Linked DNA regions of Mus musculus: all the other regions are linked to region 3. A link is a contact called in public HiChIP or PLAC-seq data. All regions are on one chromosome and are shown on one strand. The core of a region is the stretch at or near the end of the contact, and the rest is flanking DNA. Distances in the headings are between cores, read along the strand shown. Region 1 has its middle 65 kb from the start of Mmp2. Region 2 has its middle 58 kb from the start of Irx6. Region 3 holds the start of Irx3os (a long non-coding RNA gene).

Region 1 (2,881 bases), core at 279-2,778, 960 kb after region 3:
ACAGAAGGGATAACCCACCACCAGGGACTCTGCATCAATGCAGGACAGCTGGCTTGTCTCTTGCCCCGCCCCTGTTCTTCTGCCCCATCCCTGTTTTTCTGCCCCGCCCCTGTTCTTCTGCAAGGTGGTACAGTGTGGCACAGTGTGCAGGTATCTGCCTCAGACAGGATAAAGCAGAGAGAGAAACGCACCATGTGGAAAGAGCAGACCAGTGCCCAATGGGTCTGGAACACAGTGCTAGGTAGATGTGCAGTTGCCACTGCGTCAGCATACGTACCAGCTTCACAGAGGTTTCCATCTGTGCTTATAGTGTATTTCCAATCTTAAAGGTATTTTATATCTCATTGGATGCTTGTAGCAACACTCTCAAAACCCATGTCATTTGAGGGATGAGTTACATGATAATCTAGTCACTATCAAAGTGTGGGAGAATCTGTACTGTCTCAGACAGCCTTGAATATTTTTTCCCTGCCTAGTACAACATTCCTGGCAGTGGCTTCTCCATTAGAATGTGAACCAAGTTCAGTCATTTGGATACAACCTGCCGAAAATTAATGTCTAGTCTATTGATCAGCTAGGTGTTACACGGGTGTGTCTGGTGGGGACGGGCACATCTAGCACACACCCAGAAAAGCATATATTTGTGATCTGTTTTATTTTTTCCTATTTATATTATGCACCAAAAATATGTTTACTGTTGTTAAGTCCCCAAGCCATATCACCTTCAGAAGCTATCAGTCTGGCTGGGCCAAGAGCACGGAGAAAGGCTCTTTTCCTGGAGTAGTAGAGAGAATCCTGGAAGCCTGGCATCTCTCTGAAATGCTCTATCAAAGGCCCAGCCCAGCACACAGGGCAGCAGGTGTACGAGGCCTGCCTGTGAGAATCCTCCAAGGAGGCCGTGAGGAGCCAAGGCACAGTTAAGCCCGTCTCCAAAGAACGCAGATCTCCTCCCAGACTTGCTTTATCTGTTTAGCAAACTCACTCCACACCTCACCTGTCTTTGTGCCTGCCGTCTAGGAGGGACTTTGAAATTTATTTTCTCCTTTTAGCCTGCTGTATTTTTAATGTCTGAGTGAAAGAACAAAGGAAGACGAACACCAGACAAGATCGTTTCATTCCTCCGTGAGCCGCGGTGTAGCCCCGCTCAAGCTCAGCTAACATCAATGTTTTAAAATTCCGTCTCTGCTAGGGAACCGGTGCTGGGGTAGTCATCCACGCCAAACTCAGGGCCCTGTTTCTGCCTTTCATTTGGGGACATAAAAGGCCCCTGCATCAATCATTAACAATCTATTAACACTAGCAGCTCAGAGAAGTTTTCCTGGTATGGTCAACCTCATTGGAAGAAACTCCTGCTACCCAGCTGGCCGTCTGTCCATGTGACCCGCCCTAGCAGGCTGTTTACAGCTTTGAAAGGGCTCGCTGACTGCTCTTTCATCTCTTCCCGAGTAACAGATACCTAGTAGGCTGGCTCTCCTCCTCCCCCACGGCAAGCTTCCCCACCTGCCTCCTCAGACTTCTGGCTTTAAGAACAGCTTGCCTGAACACCAGCACTATTGATTGTGTGTAAGTGGCATGTGGGGCTGTTAGACATCTACCGGACGTGTAGGCTGGAAGGAAGGGCTGGTTCATACGCTCGCATCAGAGCAAGGCAGGCCTTGAGAGGGTCTCTGCTTGCTCTTTCTCAGCCTTCATCTTAATTGGTTTGGGTTTGAAGCAGAACCAGTCAACAGAGTTTGAGCCTGTCAATCAGAACCTGCTTTGGAAAAAAAGGCTCATGGATTGGATGCATATCCTAGAAGTTCTGCTAGACCTAGAGAGTTCTGGCCGAGACTTGATTTTTCTCCCTCTAAAATACATACAGCACAAATTTTGCCATTTTTAACTACTTTTAAAGGTAGAGCTTGGAGCCATTAATCAGATCCACCGCATTATACTACAGACGCCCAAAGCTTTTTAAAGATCCCCCCAACTTAAAACTCTCCATGTGTCCTTAATCAGCAAATCTCCCTGACTCTGTCCCACTATGGTCCTTGGAAACTACTGTTTAATTTCTGCCTCAGTTTAACTACCAACTTCATATATGTGATGTCACACAGTATCTGTTCTGTGACTGGCTTCTTCCGTTAGCTTTAGGTCTGTGAGTTTCTGCCATGTAAAAGAACCGATATCCTATTGTTTCCAACTTTGGGCGATTGTGAATGGTACTACTATAAACAGCTGTGCAGAGATAGCCTGCCACAGTCTCTGCTTTTGCTTGTTTGAGTTAGGAACCCAGAGGCACAATTATCAGTTCGGTGTTTAGCATTCTCGGGCTCTCTAATAGGACTTTCTACACCAACTATCCTGTGTCCCATCTGCACAAGAGCCCTGAGTTCTGTGGAAATTACTGAAACGCCAGCATGCCCCCCCTCCCCCAGGGACCAGAAGACAATGAGTACCCTAATGGAATTTCTTAGCTGAGCTCACCCCACACTTGCACCTTGGGTGTGGGTGTGTGTTTGTGAAAGAATTATTTATTTTATTTGTATGAGTACACTGTCGCTATCTTCAGACACACCAGAAGAGGGCATCAGATCTCATTACAGATGGTTGTGAGCCACCATGTGGTTGCTGGGAATTGAATTCAGGACCTCCAGAAGAGCAGTGGGTGCTCTTAGCCACTGAGCTATCTCTGCAGCCCCCTTGGATATATTTGATAGCTGGAGCTCTGTAGCATTTCTTTCAAAGTGGAACCTCCTCCTGGTTTAGTTTGTCCCTCCTCCGTGTCCTCCATGTTCCTTCTGCTGCAGGGTGTGCTGAGCTTTCTGTCCTTCAAAAGCTAAATGAGAGTCCATGGCGGGTGGACATCTTATGTGCTGTCAGTTTGTCTATCATGGACTAT
Region 2 (3,002 bases), core at 371-2,870, 810 kb after region 3:
AAGAATTCTTACCTTCATGGAGGGTGTGTCTCGTGGCAATGTGACCCTGACCATGGAACCAGCCCAAGGTTGTTTGAATGAGATGTCCCTAACAAGCCCCCAGTTTGTGGTTGTTTTGGAAGGGTTAAGAAGGTGTGGCCTTGCTGGAGGAAATCTGTCACTTTGAGCCCTTGATGTCTCAAAAGTCACATGCTATCCCCACTTGAGGATCCCTCTGCCTTCTGCTTATGGTTCAAGAAGAACGCTCTCAGAGGTTGTTAGAACTATCTGGTACCAGTTAGTCCAACACTGCGGACCCTAACCATGAAGCCGTGAGTCCCAGATAATCTTTCTCTTCTTTAAGTTGCTTTTGGCCATCCTGTCGTCACAGCAATAGAAAAGAGACGAATGCGCCTGCCCTGCGGATCTGTGTCACATGGTCCCACCTTCTCATACTGCCCCTTGTCTCTCTCTACACATAACGACATTTACCTGTGTAGCAGATTGGCTCAATCTTCCCAGGTCTCATTTCCTGCTCCAGAGCATCCAAAGGGCTCTTGACATTTGCAAACCCAAGGCCTAGGTCCCAGATGCATCTCCCGCTTTCACTCTATCCTATCAAGGGCCTTCCAAGATGCTCATGCGCCGGCCAACGCCAGCACAACCTGCCCCTGCCTGTGACATTTGCCTGTGTATTCCTGTCTACCTGCAGGGCTACCACACTGCACAACTCTCCTGGATCTGCTCATAGCAAAATCTGCACAATGAGCCCGGGGCCAGCCAGGTCGCATATCCCACTGTGTCTGCCCCCAATGGAAGTGGGAATTTTCAGCAGGAACACTACAGTTTTTGTTTGTTGGGGTTTTTTTTTGTTGTGTGTTTGTTTGTTTTGTTTTTTAAGTCAAGTCACTCTTTGTAGTAGGGGAACAGCCATACTTATTGCAGAGTGTTTTCCCCATGTCTATGACACTGCCTCCACTCAGTCACAACAGCCAAACTTGTCTCTTAGATCTTGTCACCTCTGCTGGAGAACCACAGAACACACTTGAGGCTTCACCTTCAAAGCCTGTCACTCAACAGAAGAGAGAACAGACTGGCTTGCCCAAGTACCCTGGACCATGTCCACTAGCCCTACATCAAGATACTGAGCCTTCTACTTCAAACATATCCCGCCCCCCTACACCTCTAACGAAAGGGACACACTTGAGACACTTGGCAACTGCATGTCTCCCAAGGCGAGCATAAAACAGAAACTCAAGGAACCTCAGCTAGTGACTGAGTGCTTTGCACACTTGGCAGGAAATTCGGTTCCAGACAAGCTTTGCGACAGCAGGGGTCCCTGTCACCTCAGAGGACAAGCACTTGGGAACCTGGTACTTTCCCCACAGCCTGGTGCCGGTGCTCACCAAGAGAAGCAAACCCATCCAGGTTTAGTCCATTATTCCAAGCTAGAAGAAAGTCCTCGAGTTTGGTGAAATCAAACAATAAAATACTGTTAAGCACTCTGGCTTGTCAAAATCGGGGGTGCATTTAAGTTGAAAGTCAGAGGCCTTCCTTCTGAAGCAAGGCAAGCTCAGCCTATGCACAGGGCAGCTGGCTTCCATTTAGGGAAGGTCCGCAGGACCTGAGAGTCTGTGATGTAAATGAAGAACAGAGGCCCCCAACAATTTAACTGTCATCGTTGGAAATGCTCTGACTGGCATGGCCACAGGCCCAAACCTCCACTCCATCTGGGCAGCTCCTAGCCTGCCTTACAAGAAGATGAAAGGATCAGGTCAGCTCCCTGCAGGCAGACATTATGCCTCCAGTGGGGCAGGGATGGGGGGCTAAGAGAGAGCTGGCAGGGGAGAGCCAATGTGGGCCTCTCTGACTTCTGCCGGTCTCTGGGTACACAGGTCCCAGGGGACATGAGTACCACTCTGTTGCCCTGGGCTTTGGAACTATGGGGGCCACTGAGTTGCTTTCTGATGTCTTTTTCTCAGAGTCCCTCCTCTCTGTGCAGGCATGCCTCAGTTCCTCTCTCTATGCACAGGTGTCTCTGCTTCTGTCTGTCACCCACTCTGTGTCTGTCTGTCTCTGAGTTTTAGCTGCCTCTCTCCATCCCTTCTTCTCTTGTGCATCTCTCTGTCTTTCCTCTCTCACTTTCCTTTCTTCTTGTTCTCTGTCACCCTGTCTGCTTCTTTGAGTCACTCTACTTAGTCATCTGCTTTGTTTCTGGTGAGCATGCATGTGTCTGTGCCTATGTGCCGATCCCTTCTGCCTCTGTCTCTTTCTCTTATCCTAAGATTATCAACCTAAGATGGACTAGTTCATTCAACAGTCTAAAGGGTCCCTCAAAGCTCAACAGTACTAGAGGATAAGACCCCTGGCTTCAGTGATGCACAACACCCTGATGACATTGTGAGCTGAATACTCCTGTGCTTGGAAGCCCTGCCCTCCCTACCCTGGGCAGAAAACATCCTAGCTGTTCCCAGGAGCCTCAGGTTGCTTCTTAAGTCTTTGCACTGGGGACGGAACCCAAGACACAGTGTGGCCACCCTCCTAAGAGCTCACACTCCTAAGAGCCCAGCCAAAGCCTTCATGGGGCAGTAACTACAGAGGTCACAGTAAAATCTTACCCTGGGCTGTAGAGTTGGGGATCTAGGGTCTTCACACTTCTCTATTTGCCCCATTCTCTGATCTTGAAACCCAAGGCTTACGAAAACAACATGGCAAATGCAAGCATTTGGGAAGCAACCTGTGATTAGACTTTGCATACCAAATGTACGCCTTCTTCCCTCACTTAGGAAAAAAAAACTTTATTTATTTTTAATTCATTACACACACTTCTCATCCTGATCTCAATGCCGGGCTCTTTTTATGCCTTACCTAGTTTCAAATTCACAATCCCATGAAGTGAGTGCTACCTTCCCACCTACTAGTGAGCAGATGAAGGAACTAAAGACCAGAGAGGTTAATTCACCTGCCCAAGGTCACATTGTTGGTTAAGCGGCAGAGCCAGGGTGATGGGCTGTGAGCAAATT
Region 3 (2,969 bases), core at 432-2,931:
CCTCCCCTCGCTGCGTCCCCCCTCACCCCACCCCTGGCCGCTTCCGCTCCCGAGGCTCCTTCGCAGTCCTGGACGCTGGGAAACTGCGGTTCTTTTTGCTCTTTCTGTTTCTCACGGTTGCTTTTGCTCACCTTTCTGCTCTCTTCACTTTTCCTAGTCTGACTCCTCTCTTTTAAATCTCTTTACTCTCTCGTTCTCTCTTCCCCTCTTCCCCGGTCTCCGCACCCTGAGCTAAGGCGGCTTAAAGTTGAAGACACTTAGAACGCTGTGCGGGGGGTGTGTGTCCGCGTCAGTGTCTGTGTGTCCGTCCCCGCCCTTCCACCCCCTCCTTCACCCTTCCCCAAATCTCGAGTCTGACGTCGCGCCCTCTTATTCGACTTTTCCCTGCGTCTCCTCCTGGAGTCGCCAATCACCCGGGAGCCTTCTGGGCGAGGCGGCCCTCCCCCGCGAGTACAGAGCGCCGGGCGGGGCGGGGCGGGACTGGACTCAGTCTCTTCCCGCCCCCTCCTGCCCGCACTCGGAGGGGAGAGCCGAGACCACGAGTGGCGGCTTAGTACAGGGTCACCTAGCCCCTCAGGTCTTCCAACTCCTCAATTCTCAGCCCCCTTCGAAGCTGTAGTTCCGGGTTGGGACAGGACCCTGGACCAAGGCAGGCTTCCGGGGCTTCCCGCCCTCCCCCCCCCCCCCCCGTGGCTCCCTTTGCACTTTTCAGCTCTGGTCCCTAGGTCGTTCTCCAAAGCCTAAGCCTGCAGCTAAAAGAGTGAACGTGCTGCCTGGGAGTTGGGAGTGCTGCCTCTCCGAGCTTTAAAAGACCTATTCTGTGCTGGGTGGGGGGAGGGCGGGGGAACCCCGCAGTTTGCTACATTTACACCTCCAGGGTACCTTGTTGAGAATCCTCACAAGAAATAGTGAGTTTGGCGCCTAGGTGGTCTGGTGGAACAAGCAAGGAGTTGGTGGAGCTCCTGGCTATGGAGTGGGGGAGGAGCAGAGAAACTTAGAGCCTAGGCTCTGGGAACTTTCCGAAAGCTCTTCCGAGAAGTTTCTATGTTGGTGTGATTTTTTTTTTTTTAATTGCGACCATTCATTTCACTATCCCCCTCCCCTTTCCGCTCTCTGGTCCCCAGACCCAGCGTTTTTCTTTTGGCGAGAATTCCCCCAGAGCCGTAGAGAGTGTGCATTGTGGGGGCGGGGAGCAAGACTTTGGTTTTATGGTAGGATATTTCCTAAATCTAACTTGAAATGTGAGTGTCCAAGTGCCCACCGTCACGGATTAGTGTGTGCAGTGGAAAGTCATACTGAAATTCCCGGGATAGCTGGAGCTCCCAGATAAGGCTGTAGCGGCGACCCACGCGCGGGCCAGGCCTGCTGTGGGCCTGCGGACTGAACAACTCCCCGGCTGCGATTCTTCAGTAGAGTGAAGAGCCCTAGCTTAGAGGCAGAAAAACCACCCCAAGGGCCTCCGACTGAACTAAGAATCAAACCGGAACTCGCCAGCTTGGAGGAATCTAAGGGTCCCGGGCTGGCCGGGCTCTAGTGTGAATACAGTTAGGGAATGGATTTCTTTCTCCCTGGCCCTGGCCTCCAGTTTTGACCCCCATGTCCCACCTCTGGCTGCATTCCACTGACCTTAGGCTCCAGGAGGTACTAACTCAGAAAATTAGTGGGAGAAACACAAACAGAAGTTTGGGGAGCTACCAAGTCTAGGGTTCGATGTCAGCATGTGGGGTCTTCCTAAATTGAATCTGTGCAGCTTCTCTGTGGTCTCCTGGTCTCCTTGCCTGGTGCTGGAGGTTGGCTTTAAGGTGAGCCTGGACAGAGGAGGCATAGTAGGATCAGCTCAGGCCTTCGAATGGCTTCCCCGCAGCCTGATTCCGTTTCTGGTTAAACCTGTCACAGGAAGCCAGGGCTCACCTGCTCAAGCAAAGGTCTTAGGGTTGTAGAATAGAGGTGACATTATTTTCCAGGATCTTTCCTGTGTATAGGATGGTGAGTCTTTTAAGACAGCCGGGACGACCTACCTACACAGAACTGGACCAGACCAATGGGCGACAGAGCCAGATTGCAAGGTGGGCGAAGGGGTTTCGCTGTACATGTCTGGGCAAAACCACGAGTATTTCATTCCTTTTTGTTTGTTTGTTTGTTTTGTTTTGTTTTTCAGAAGGGAAAGAAAAACAAAACGCAACACCACACAACAACACCACACAAGAGCCTCTGAGATGCTCCTTCCTTCCTTACTGCATTAACCAGCTATCGACCTGGTTGTGTCCGATTGCGATGATGGGCTGAGAGAAAGAACACCGGAAGAGCCAGGCTGTTCTCAGGAAGGACTCACGCCGGCCACGGGGCCGCCCCTGGCCCAGAGGGTGAACCTCTAGACCCAGGCATGAACCTAAGAACCTCGCTTAATTAGATTCCTCCAGGCATCCCAGGCCTGGAGTAGAAACAGCTACCAGTTACCCCGTGACCAACTGGGAAGAGCTTTGGTCTGGCCCTGAAATCAGCAACCCACGCCGGGACCCAGTATCCCAAGCGACTGGAGTCACTGCATGGCTCTGATTCCTCAACAAGACCAGGCCAGTGGAACTCAGCTCTTAGACTAAACTCGCGAGTCCGCGGAGAGCTGAAGCTTTTCATGGGATTTTTAATCCAGGAGATTAGGTCAGACAGACAGATTCGCACAGAGAGTGAGGAGAAGCAGGTGCATCGGGAGTTGATTGGGGAAAGACCTGAGCGCAACAGCAGGAGACCAGCAGGAGCTTCTCCCTCACCCCCTCTTTCTCCCAACAGGCACAGTGCACAAAGCGCTCGCCGCGGACGCTCTGTGGTCTGGGATCAGGGCGCCAGGAGCATACAGAAAAGGTGTACGCCGAGGACACGTGGCGCACGAAGCTGTGCGCGCTGGAGGACAACTACAAGGGGTGCCCTATGTGTAGCCAGAGGCCCACCAGCTTCGGGGTCGGACACTCCGA

What was found. HiChIP or PLAC-seq counts read pairs in DNA pulled down with a chosen protein or histone mark.
Region 1: a contact with region 3 is called in an H3K4me3 HiChIP or PLAC-seq map of neural tube, with 8 times the contacts expected there. The contact joins the enhancer-like site here to the promoter of Irx3os in region 3. A contact is called at or near these places in 5 of 39 promoter capture datasets (frontonasal cranial neural crest, hippocampal neurons, liver and 2 more), 2 of 484 Hi-C or Micro-C datasets (both in embryonic stem cells), 4 of 115 datasets of contacts at active chromatin or transcription factors (embryonic forebrain, embryonic hindbrain, embryonic midbrain and 1 more) and 2 of 9 other capture datasets (embryonic stem cells and liver).
Region 2: an H3K4me3 HiChIP or PLAC-seq map of craniofacial prominence shows a contact between it and region 3, with 7 times the contacts expected there. The contact joins the enhancer-like site here to the promoter of Irx3os in region 3. A contact is called at or near these places in 12 of 39 promoter capture datasets (the 3T3-L1 cell line, the C10 cell line, cranial neural crest and 7 more), 1 of 15 datasets of contacts at CTCF or cohesin (stem cell-derived epiblast-like cells), 7 of 484 Hi-C or Micro-C datasets (cranial neural crest, embryonic stem cells, myocytes and 2 more), 12 of 115 datasets of contacts at active chromatin or transcription factors (craniofacial prominence, embryonic basal ganglia, embryonic forebrain and 6 more) and 4 of 9 other capture datasets (adipose tissue, embryonic stem cells, embryonic tail and 1 more).

What each region holds. Positions count from the first base shown.
Region 1 is chr8:92,760,968-92,763,848 of GRCm38.p6, forward strand. No RefSeq gene overlaps it. Among named protein-coding and RNA genes, the nearest start is that of Mmp2, 65 kb to the right of the region's middle. Within about 2 kb of position 1,529, at least 22 of the 459 cell types and tissues checked have an H3K27ac peak or open chromatin away from gene starts, as enhancers often do.
Region 2 is chr8:92,615,266-92,618,267 of GRCm38.p6, forward strand. No RefSeq gene overlaps it. Among named protein-coding and RNA genes, the nearest start is that of Irx6, 58 kb to the right of the region's middle. Within about 2 kb of position 1,621, at least 4 of the 459 cell types and tissues checked have an H3K27ac peak or open chromatin away from gene starts, as enhancers often do. A contact at or near this core is called in craniofacial prominence, where this site is marked.
Region 3 is chr8:91,801,655-91,804,623 of GRCm38.p6, forward strand. Irx3os (a long non-coding RNA gene) reads left to right here and starts at 1,682. Exons shown (of 4, transcript XR_003947581.1): 1 at 1,682-2,066; 2 at 2,159-2,969.